Linked DNA regions of Sus scrofa: region 1 is linked to region 2. Evidence: chromatin contacts called from public Hi-C data. All regions are on one chromosome and are shown on one strand. Each heading gives the region's core, a stretch centred on a gene start, on an enhancer-like site or on the middle of the called end of the contact. The rest is flanking DNA. Distances are from core to core; before and after follow the strand shown.

Region 1 (5,470 bases), core at 1,458-3,957, 160 kb after region 2:
GGGTCCAAATTATACTTTTTGACTCTTTCCAGAGTAAGGATGTTATGATACAGCTTCGGATGTTTTTCATTTCAAACGAGCAAAAGTTCCTAGATAGGTTTGGTGATTTGGGGGGGGGGGGGTTGAAAATTTTTTAAATTATTATAGTTGATTTACAATGTTCTGTTAATTGTTGATTTTTTTTTAACTTTCCTGGTTAACTGTAAAATTCCTCCCTTTGATAGACATAAATGAACTAACCCGTTGGTTTTCTCGTTAAGATATGCTTTTCCTTTGGACTCATGCTATTCCCCCAACTAGAAGACAGGCAGCCTCCCTAGAACAAGGTCAAAGTCCCTGGATACATCAGCAAGAGAACTTTGGTTGCTTTTCCTCCTTTTCTTACCTAAATTTTTTTTTTTTTTGTCTTTTTTGTTGTTGTTGTTGTTGCTGTTGTTGTTGCTATTTCTTGGGCCGCTCCCGCGGCATATGGAGGTTCCCAGGCTAGGGGTTGAATCGGAGCTGTAGCCACCGGCCTATGCCAGAGCCACGGGATCCGAGCCGCGTCTGCAACCTACACCACAGCTCACGGCAACGCCGGATCGTTAACCCACTGAGCAAGGGCAGGGACCGAACCTGCAACCTTATGGTTCCTAGTCGGATTCGTTAACCACTGTGCCACGACGGGAACTCCTCTTACCTAAATTTTTAAATAAAGAACATAATGTTTTCTAGTGTCCATGACATAACTTGTTCAACACTGAATGTATTTGCATGTGTGTGTAATAGTTCTGTGCAGTGCATACAATTTATGACCTTGAATTTTATTTCAGACAATCCATGGACACAAGGGACCAATCACTGCAGTGGCCTTTGCCCCTGATGGACGGTACCTTGCCACCTACTCAAACACTGACAGCCACATTTCTTTCTGGCAGGTAAGCATATATGCTGCAGAGTCTGGAAGTGTGTTGCATGATCCACTTTTGCTAGGAAAGGCTGCTACCCACCAGTCCTCCCTCGTCCCCTCCTTCCCTTTTTTCGACAAATATCCAGTATTTATCCCTGCTGATTATGGGCCAGCTGCTAGCACACAGGGTCTACCGAGAATACAGTTAGCAATCTAGAAAGAGGGGGGTCTGCTTTCACAAAGCTGTCCATCTGAGGGAGACACAAGTGAATAAGCAAGTAATTACAGTACAGAGGGGAGCCTGGGAGTGAGGGTGTGGGGACGGCTTTGCAGAGGCAGGAACACCTAAGCTGAGCCAGGTGTTACGGGTATGGAGAGGTAAGTGAGGGCCTGGCCCGAAAGAAATTGGGGAGAGGGGTAAGCACTGCTCAGGCTGTTAATTTACACAAGACATCCAGCAGCCTCATATTAACTTCATGCCTATTTGTATTATTTCATTTCTGTCTGCATTCATTCCCAAGCTTTTAAAACATTTTCAAAGATCTGAGCATCATTGACTGACAACATGCAAGAATCCCTTGTTTAATGATCATTAAAATGAATATTAATTTGAGCAACTGATTTTTAGAATAGAACTTGTTTCTCCTCAGTGATTAATCTCCATCCCATCTTCCTTTTAATTATCTTACTCTTGATAATTACAAAAAAATGAAACATTATCTCAAAATTTAATTTAAAATTTTGTTACCTATCCTAGGATGCAAGTACGTTTTATGAGATTCCGTTTATTGCTTTGAAAGCTGAAAAAAACAAAAGTTTAAAGAAGACTTCACAACTTGACAGTGTTTTTTTAAAAAAATCAATAGCTAATAAAATGTAAAACAGATAGAATAAATTGCTTAATTAACAACATGCTGTTAAAGCATGACAACCTCCAAATCTGTCCCAGGCTTTTTCTACTCTTCATCTCATTTAGTTTTTCAGTTTATTTTCTCATTATTCTTCCATAATATATCTCCAGCATCTTAATTAACTCATATTAAACTCTTTCCTTAGAGATATCACCCAGTCTTCATCTTTCCCAGTGGGTGACCCCGGGACTCATGTTTCATTCTCCTGAAATCTCACAGTACATCCATAAAGTGGACTCTCGCAACAATGGTTCTTTAGACAGTGTTCCTTTCCTGCTCTGTTCTGTGAGCACACGGTCTCCGTTATACCAACTGTACTTTGACCCATGTTTTCCCTGATTTCCTGTTCTCATGAAATCCAGAGGAGAGTCTGTGTGGCGCCACCTCCTCCACTCCGAGTGTGTCTGATGTAGAAGGGCTGGGTGCCAGCTTAGTTTAGGAACATGGAGTCATGAGGTCGCCAGTCCCTACTTTCAAGGAGCTTGTGTTTGCCTGTGCTCTCCTCTTAGGAATAAACAACAACAACAACAAAAATCATTCTTTTGTTCAATTTTTCTTCTTACTAAGAAAAAGTAATTCCTTAGATACCTCCTAAATTCTCCAGATATGAAACTTTCAGTATTTGCCTCAATTTCTAAGTTGATAAACCTTCCCCCCTCCCCTTATCTAGATCAGGGTTCTTTTGGGATATGTTCATCCCTTCCTTGAATATTGTTCTGTTTTTATCAAAGTTTCTGCCCCACTTGTTGATGGAATTATGGTTAGCATCTTCTTCACCCTGGAGATCAAGGTCGTCCCTTCGATGCTATCTCTTTGAAATAGCTCATCCCCTCCTCCAGTTCAGGCTTCTGCTGTTGCCCCTGGGCCTCAACACGTACGCCTGAGCCCATGAGTCTGTCCACGTGGCTCTGCCTGCAGGGAGCCCAGCTCCTTTCCTTCCTCTGCATGCTCTTCTCCTGGGGATGCCTTGTGTTATGTGCTGCTGTTCAGCGGACAGAGCACCCAAGCAACCCAGGCAACACCCAAGTCTTTTCCGCCTCTAAACCCAATGTCAGAATTTTAAATTCAGCCCATCTCTTCTCTGCTTAAATCATACGCACCTTGGTCTGATTAAGTGGAAAACACAGAAGCATCACAGCAGCTCTCTCAAGAGAATACAATAAAACCTCTTCCAGAAGTATAATAGGTTTGATTTGAGCTAAAGAGAGCCCCCAAAGCAGTATTGCATCTACTGCTGTTCTCCCCAAATGAGCTTTGCTGATTTATTTAGATACATATTGTTTAGGTCTAATGATGTCTGATAATACTTTCATATCATTCCAGTAAATGCACTGTAATATATTTTGAAAACTTAATGAAGCCTTATTAATACAGAGCCTTACAAAAGCTATCAGCTATTAAAATCTTTGCTGAGAAATGATGTTAATGAGAAATGCTGGTCGGATAATTACTCAAGTGAGACTTAGTAAAAGGTTTGGGTGCAGCATTACTTACACTGAGAACAGCATTGAAACACTTTCTGTTTTGATGAATTACATCTGTATGTGTGTCTATGTGTTCAGAAAATAATCTTCTCAGAACTGGTTTTGTGAAGCATTATTTTTAAAGGGAAGGGAAAAGCCATAGTTGCCTTTTAGTTAGTTTACATACTCAGCAGCTGAATGATGTCATTTGTTAATCTTTCAAGCCCTTCTCCTACAGCAGAGTCCTCTATTTGAACATTCCATTGCAGTGGATTCATTGGAATTTGAGCCAGGAGAGTTGAGCAGTGAAATACAACCATAACTCTCAACCTAAATTTTACCACCACCCTCCAACAAAATAAGTATCCTCTTTCAGAAATGCTATTAATAAATTAGGTGACTATTGGTTTCATTTATTTTTATTTATTCCATCTTACAATAGACTACTATTCAGCCATTTTAAAAGGATGAGGTAAATCTACCCTTGCTAACATAAAAAGATTCCCCTTAACATTTTGTTGAATTAAAAAAACAGATTGTGAAACTGCCTTTTCATACGAGCCTATTTATGTAAAATTCCTTATAAACCTGCTTCTCCTTATGTGTATATAGACTTGGAGATCTGGAAAGACATTTACCAAAATGTCAGTGATTGTCTCTGGGAAATGATATTTCTGGGGATTTTTTTTTTTTTTCTTTTTCTTTTCCTTTTTTTTGGCCACCCCTGTGACATGTGGAAGTTCCTGGGCCAGGTATCGAACCCGTACCCTGGCAGTGCCCAAGCTGCTGCAGTGACAATGCCAGATCCTTAACCCACTGCATCACAAGGGAACTCCTTAGCTTCCTTTTTTATATGTCTCATTATTACTTGAATTTTCCATGATGGGTATTTGTTATGTTTGTAGTGAAGAAAAAAGTTAATGTGACCAAATATTATATTTGTAGTTTTCTTTCAAGACTCCAGTTGCCCTTACTTTAGCATAATTGTGGCCAGTCTCTGGTCAAGAAAATATGCATATCGAATAACAAAATGGCTAGTTGTTTTGGTGAGAGTTCTTTGGCGGAGCTTATTGGAAAAATTAATACCCAACCTCGCTACTTCAGATTCATCTCTTACGTTAGAGAGGTGGCTCAGCTTGTAAGGAGAACTCAGATATAATAATGGGCTTTTGGGGAAGATCTTTCCATGCGTAGCCTTCCAACAAGGTATTCTGTCCCGGCCCTCTTTAGCCTTCAACCCATTTCTTGTATGTGGCCAAATCTGAAGGAAAGAATTAAATTAAAGATATGTCTGAGTATACTGGTTGCCCCTGGCATTTTGAGCCACCAGCAAAAATCAAGCTTCATACACGTTTTCATAGAAAATCCATAAAGACGGAAAAATACTTTGTAGTTATATATCAACTGAGAAATTAGATTTTTTAAAAAAGCACATTATGCGCGTGGATGCCAGTTAATTTAAACCGGCAATTTTCTGGATTGTTTGGATCTGTTCTGTAAGAGGACTAAATTATTATATACTGTTACTCTTTGTACAAGTGAGAACTAGCAAATCAAGCTCACTGTCGTTATTTATATTTAAACTGGGAACCCCCAGAAAGAAATAGGGCACTGATATCTTTCATGGAGTTTTTGGAAAGAAGAGGGAAGGACACAGGAAAAAGGCTCTTGGAGGATGACAGTAAGATTTCTCCTGGCTTCAATGTTAACCGAACTTTAACAGAAGGAGTTAATGATAATCATACATTTGGTTTTAAAATGTGACCTCGTACACTAGTGATTTTTTTTCACCTCTGTGTTGTGTTCGGCACTATTATTAATGCAGGAAAATCAGTAACATTAGTCATCTTAAAAGGGTTATTACTCAAGATGATTTAAATTGTGAAAATGTCAGTGGAGCCTGCACGCGTCCTGCCAGAGATGCCGTGATTTACACCCCCTGACACCATCCTGCTGCTGAGAAGGGCCAGGAAAAGGAATGGCTTATATTTTGCACTGATCCAAATGCAGAGCATGATATCAGCGGTAGCACACCTTAAATGTCCGAGGATTTGCCGAGGTCCCACATGTCAGCCAGCCATATACACTGGAGCATGATCTGCATGCCTCACAAAAATCACTAGAATCGTATCCATTCTGACGGAGGCGCTGCTGCAGGGAAAAATTGTACATGAAAATTAGTGCAAAGAAAGTTATTATTTCCAAGC
Region 2 (5,452 bases), core at 2,499-4,998:
TCTTAGAGTTCCCTTGTGGTGCAGCTGGTTACGGACCTGGTATTGTCACTGCAATGGTTTGGGTTGCTGCCTTGGCACAGGTTCGATCCCTAGCCTGGGAATTTCCATGTGCTGCAGGTGCAGCCAAAAAAGGGTATATCTTAATTTTTTTCTTTTTTTTTTTTTTCGGCTGCCTCTGTGGCATATGGAGTTTCCCAGGCTAGGAATCCAGCCCAAGCTACAGCTGTGACCTACACCACAGATGCAGCAACACCAGATCCTTAACTCACTGTATGGGACCAAGGTTTGAACTGATACCTCCACAAAGACAAGCCAGATTGTTAACCTACTGAGCCACAAAAGGAACCCCTATGCATATCTTAAAAGCAGATTAATATTCCACTGGGCAACTAGGTACATCAGTTTAGATCATAGTCAGAAGTAGGTTGAAATTATTTTGATTAAAGTACATCTAAGAAACAATTAGAACTCTCCTTTTGAAGATCTAGTTTTTTTAGGTACTTCTGTTTATGTTCAGAAATGTATTAAAGTATATTTTCATTGGACACATTTCACTGTCGTGTACTATTTTAAACTCATCTTAATATTATAATTTTGTGTATTTTTTCATAGTATATGCTGGTAGTACCATGAGGCTGAGAAACAGAGACAGATAAAAATGAAAATTTGGAAAAATATTTTACTGGTCTGAAAAAAGAAAGACTTGTTTCATAATTTTATTGACTGACATTTGTAGAACTTTGAATACTAAGACTATTTGAACTGTATGCCCACACTCTAAATAGTAAATCATGTGTCTCAAATCTAAAAGTTCTCTTGTCCTCAAGATTGTCAATATTAAAAAAGTTCACTTTGCTAAATTTACTTTTGCTCTTTAGTAATTATAACCTCATATTAGCAAATACACTTTATTGCAAATAAAACAGTTGTGAAGAACTACGATAGAAGCTATTTTCTCAGAGCTCCCATCGTGGCTCAGCGGAAACAGATCTGACTAGCATCCATAAGGACACAGGTTCAATCCCTGGCCTCGCTCAGCGAGTTAAGTATCTGGCATTGCCATGAGCTGTGGTGTAGATTGCAGACACTACTCGGATCTTGCATTGCTGTGGCCGTGGTGTAGGCTACAGCACAAATTCAGTCCCTAGCCTGGGAACCTCTACATGCCATGGGTGCAGCCCTAAAAAGACAAAAAAGGAAAGAAACTATTTTCTAGCTTAATCCAAATAATAATAATAATTATTATTATAATTTGTCTTTTTAGGGCTGCACCTGTGGCACATGAAGTTCCCAGGCTAGGAGTTGAATGGGAGCTGTAGCTGCAGGCCTACGCCACAGCAACAGCAACACTGGATCTGAGTTGTGTCTGCAACCTACAACCACATCTCACAGCAACGCCTTATCCTTCACCCACTGAATGAGTCCAGGGATCAAACCCACATCCTCATGGATAGTAGTCAGGTTTATTACTGCTGAGCCACAACAGGAATCCCCCAAATTATTATTTTAAATAGACTTTACATGCTGCCCTTTAGTTTTCTGCTGTGAGATCTTCAGTTTTTTCCTAGTCATTCCTATAAAGTCTTACAAACTCATTTATTAATATATTACATATATACCTTATTAAATACAAATTGTATGTTTTGCTTTGCTAGGGGGCGCATAGTAAAAGCAATTTATTTCTCTATAATATAGTTCCAAAACATATTATTAAATATGGAAGAGTGAAGAAAAACATTTTAAATTGTATATTAATTTTATTGTAATGGACTTCTTTAGAATTTCTAAAGTGATGGTTTAGAGTACATTGAAATTTATATTAAATACAGAAAATTTTCATATTTTTATGAGTGTCACTTGGACTCGATTATTGCCAGAAATTTCTGGCATAAAATTGGTGTGCTAAAACCAATCTGAATGTAATGCTTTGGTTTAAAAAATCCTAATGATAAGCTTGTGATATAGTTTTAAACTTGAAGTGAATTGTGATTGTGATTGAATTTAACCATATCATTTCATTAATTTTTCTAGAATTTTAGATACTGTAACAGATAAGTCAACTATAGAAAGAATTCTGATACTGAATCAAAATTTTGATGACAGTTTTTCCAGGTCAAATCTCACAATTCTTAAAGCATATTCTCAGAGTAGTGGTATCTTCTTATCTGAGGTTTTAATACCTAAGACAGCATCCGAGCTCCATCAATACATGGTTAATAGCAGATATAAAGTATCTGCTGGTAGTCTATCTCTCATAAAACCGCCGTTAGCCTTAATTCAAATCCATTGATTCCTATTCCAGTTAAAACTGAAGAACTTAATATGTCTTTTAATCCTTTTATGGTAAGCTAGGATAAAATTAATTTTACCCTGGAACTGCACAAAGCCAATTAACATGATCTTTAGAGTTATTTAGTAAAGTGCTTCAAACTGTTAAATTTATCTTGACCTCTTGGTTGCACTCTCTGACTGCTTTTTAAATGAAGTAATCAATATCTCACAGCCCTTTAAATAGCTTAAACTTCTCAAATATTTTACCTGTGTCCTAGTTAAGCTGTAAGTAAAGGGTTTACTCCTGTTCCTGTAAATCTAGAGTCAATTATGCTAAATCTGAAGACAATTATGTACTTTTGAGGAACTCTGTATGAATTAAATGGTTGTTTTAATAAAATCGAAGGCTCATATTTTGTTTAAAGTAACCCAATAATGAGGAGACATTATTTTCTCGCAGAACAAGCATTCTGTTTGCAACTTCAAATGTAGACTATTTATGTCCTTTACCATTGCATGTAGCTTCTGTTTTCCACACAGGGCTTGTTGAAGGTATTAATTTTCTTACTGTGATAGGGTGATCAACCGTCCTGTCAAGAAAATGGATCTCTATGTCACCCTTTAGCATGATTAAATGGAGGCATGTTTCTGTGAAAAAACACCAGATTTTCATGAGACAAATGAAACTGTAGGAAGGTCTACTTTTACAGAATTATTTTATTTTTAGTATCTCAAAGTCTTCCATTTGGGTTTTGGTTTATTTGTAGGAAAACGTTGCAGCTAATAGTGTATGTCTTGTATTACTTAAGAGAAGACAAGGGCAAAGCCAATAATTTTAAATGTTTCCACATTTGAAAAAAATTAAAGAATCAGAAATTGCTGTGTTATCGTTAGAATACTAGTAGGGGTGAGCATCTGTCACCTTATACACTTACTAATCAGTCAGTGTCTCTTTTAGGGGACCCTCTCCTTGTTCTTACTTCTTTCCTTGTTAACAAAGAGCTATCATCTTTTCCGATCTGAGTACTTATAAAAATCACACACCATAGAATTTCAGCATCAGTAGCATTAAGCCAGTTGGATAGTGCTCTTATGAGCCTGTGCGCATGCCAAACTTTAAATTACTCCAAGTGACGTACTTGACAGCTAATGAAGATTTCATATTTTGGTCACTTAGCAGAGGGCACCTGTTATGATTCTTTCTATTCACTGAAGAATAACATTTCCAAATGGCAGTTTTAAAGAACAGTATTTAAACTTCCCTACAGTCATAATTCCTTCCCAAGGAGTGGGAGTTGGGAGGAGATTGAGGTAATTAAACAAAAGGAACAGAGAGAAGGTGGGGGACCAGGGTGGAGGTGGAACTCTCCAAAAGCCCCTGTTGTTTCATTTCCTACTGGAAGCTGCCCATATGTGTGCTTCGTGCCCCCTCCCCCTCCGAGCCGCGGCCGTCGTGCAGGCTGACCGGCTGGGGTCAATGCCTTGCCTATTGATCAGTATCCCTGCAGTCCCTTGCTCCAGCAGCTGCTTCATTGGCTTCTTTCAGGGCCTGCTTCAGTACATTAGAATAGAAATCCATAACCAGAGCTGTGCTCATCCAAGCAGGGGAAGAAACTAAATTAAATGGTATAAAACAATCTTGGATCAGGAGTTTGTGCCAATTCATCTTGATCTAAGATGTCACACCGGGCTCTCTGTCTGAGCACCTGGGCTAGAGGCAGCCATAGTGAAAATAGATGGAGCTGCGATCATTCATTTGTCAGCTAAGGAGCAAGGCAGCGGTTAGCAATTCCCTTCTGCAGAGGTCAGCTGACAGAACAATCAGTGCAACTGCAGAATAGAGCTTTCCTTTGAACTATTGTTATGGAGCATGCTCTTGCTGAGACATGGGGGGAGGGGAGCTTAGTTGGCTTCCTGTTTGAAGAAGACTATGTAAAGAATAAAATACATACTACATGAATCTAGATGCAGTTGTACAGAGCTTTTACTTTTAGTGTCTGTTCTTGTACATAAATAAAGTTGGTTTTAAATGCATGTACTGAGGTATAGATTATCAAACTGTTAAATATCACTTTGTCTAGAATTAGGGTCCATTTTCAGCCTTCTAAACGTAGAAGCAGTGATTACTGATTTTTTTCCTTCTTAGCATGGTTAAGCTTTTTGGAGTTTTTTCCCCCTTTGGTTACTATAAACTATCACAGATCAGTGTCATACTCTGAATCTATAATCTCATGTTCATGCTAATATTTTTACTAACATTTCCTCTCTTGTCTTTAAAAAATTAGAAAAAACATCCATGAAGAGACAGAAATGCATATTTTGGTATCAGATAAGTGGATATATCTTACGTTACTTAAATATTTTTAAACATTTTAATTACGGCTTTTTATAAGAAGTGTTAATTCATGAAATATAGTTATAAAGTAATTGTATAACATTAGAGGAACATCATTATAAAGCAGCTTGTATGTGATTTGAAATACACCAAACAAAATAAAGCAAATTAGGAAAATAAATAACTAAAATTTTATATGAAACAATTGGAATATTTTTAAAGGTATGTCTATTCTCTATTGTCCCATTTTAGATTTTGTCTTTTATTTAAAATTTTACTGGAGTACAATTGACTTACAATGTTGTATTAATTTCAGGTGTACAGCAAAGTGAATCAGTTATACATATGCATACATCCATTCCTTTTCAGATTCTTTTCCCATATAGATCATTACACAGTATTGCATAGATTTCCCCGTGCTATACCTAGATTTTTGTCTTTCTATCCATGCTTTAAAACTAATGACATAGTTCCTGAACTTTTTTTTAAACAATAAAATATGACATGCAGAAGAAACTATAGCTGCAACAAGAACAAATCTTTTTTGTTCTCAATTGCACCAGACTTTTCTTGGAATCCAAATAAACAGTAATTACTCTTTGATGTTACCACCTTAGTTTTCTAGTTAAATAATCCCCCATTTTTTTTCCTTAAGTACTTTAATGCCACTTTCTTACTCAATGATTCCTTTTCAGCTCTTAAATTCTTTATGATATCTTAACAGTTTCCATTTCTTAGATTCAGCTGAGTCCTCTTGCCCACATCCTACTCCACCTTTCAACAACAGCTAAATGAATAGAATTTAAGGAGTTCCCATTGTGGCACAGTGGGTTGAAGATCTACCAT

Evidence for each region. A called contact is a pair of places that touch in the nucleus more often than the background predicts.
Region 1: a contact with region 2 is called in a Hi-C map of fetal liver, with 2.1 times the contacts expected there. The contact joins two enhancer-like sites. A contact is called at or near these places in 1 of 5 promoter capture datasets (liver) and 6 of 47 Hi-C or Micro-C datasets (embryonic fibroblasts, fetal heart ventricle, fetal liver and 2 more).

Annotation. Positions count from the first base shown.
Region 1 is chr1:106,401,619-106,407,088 of Sscrofa11.1, forward strand. WDR7 (WD repeat-containing protein 7) reads left to right here. Exons shown (of 27, transcript XM_021093616.1): 26 at 813-917. Among named protein-coding and RNA genes, the nearest start is that of ST8SIA3, 280 kb to the right of the region's middle. Within about 2 kb of position 2,708, at least 6 of the 83 cell types and tissues checked have an H3K27ac peak or open chromatin away from gene starts, as enhancers often do. A contact at or near this core is called in fetal liver, where this site is marked.
Region 2 is chr1:106,240,858-106,246,309 of Sscrofa11.1, forward strand. The region is part of intron 19 of WDR7 (WD repeat-containing protein 7); the gene reads left to right. Among named protein-coding and RNA genes, the nearest start is that of WDR7, 210 kb to the left of the region's middle. Within about 2 kb of position 3,749, at least 10 of the 83 cell types and tissues checked have an H3K27ac peak or open chromatin away from gene starts, as enhancers often do. A contact at or near this core is called in fetal liver, where this site is marked.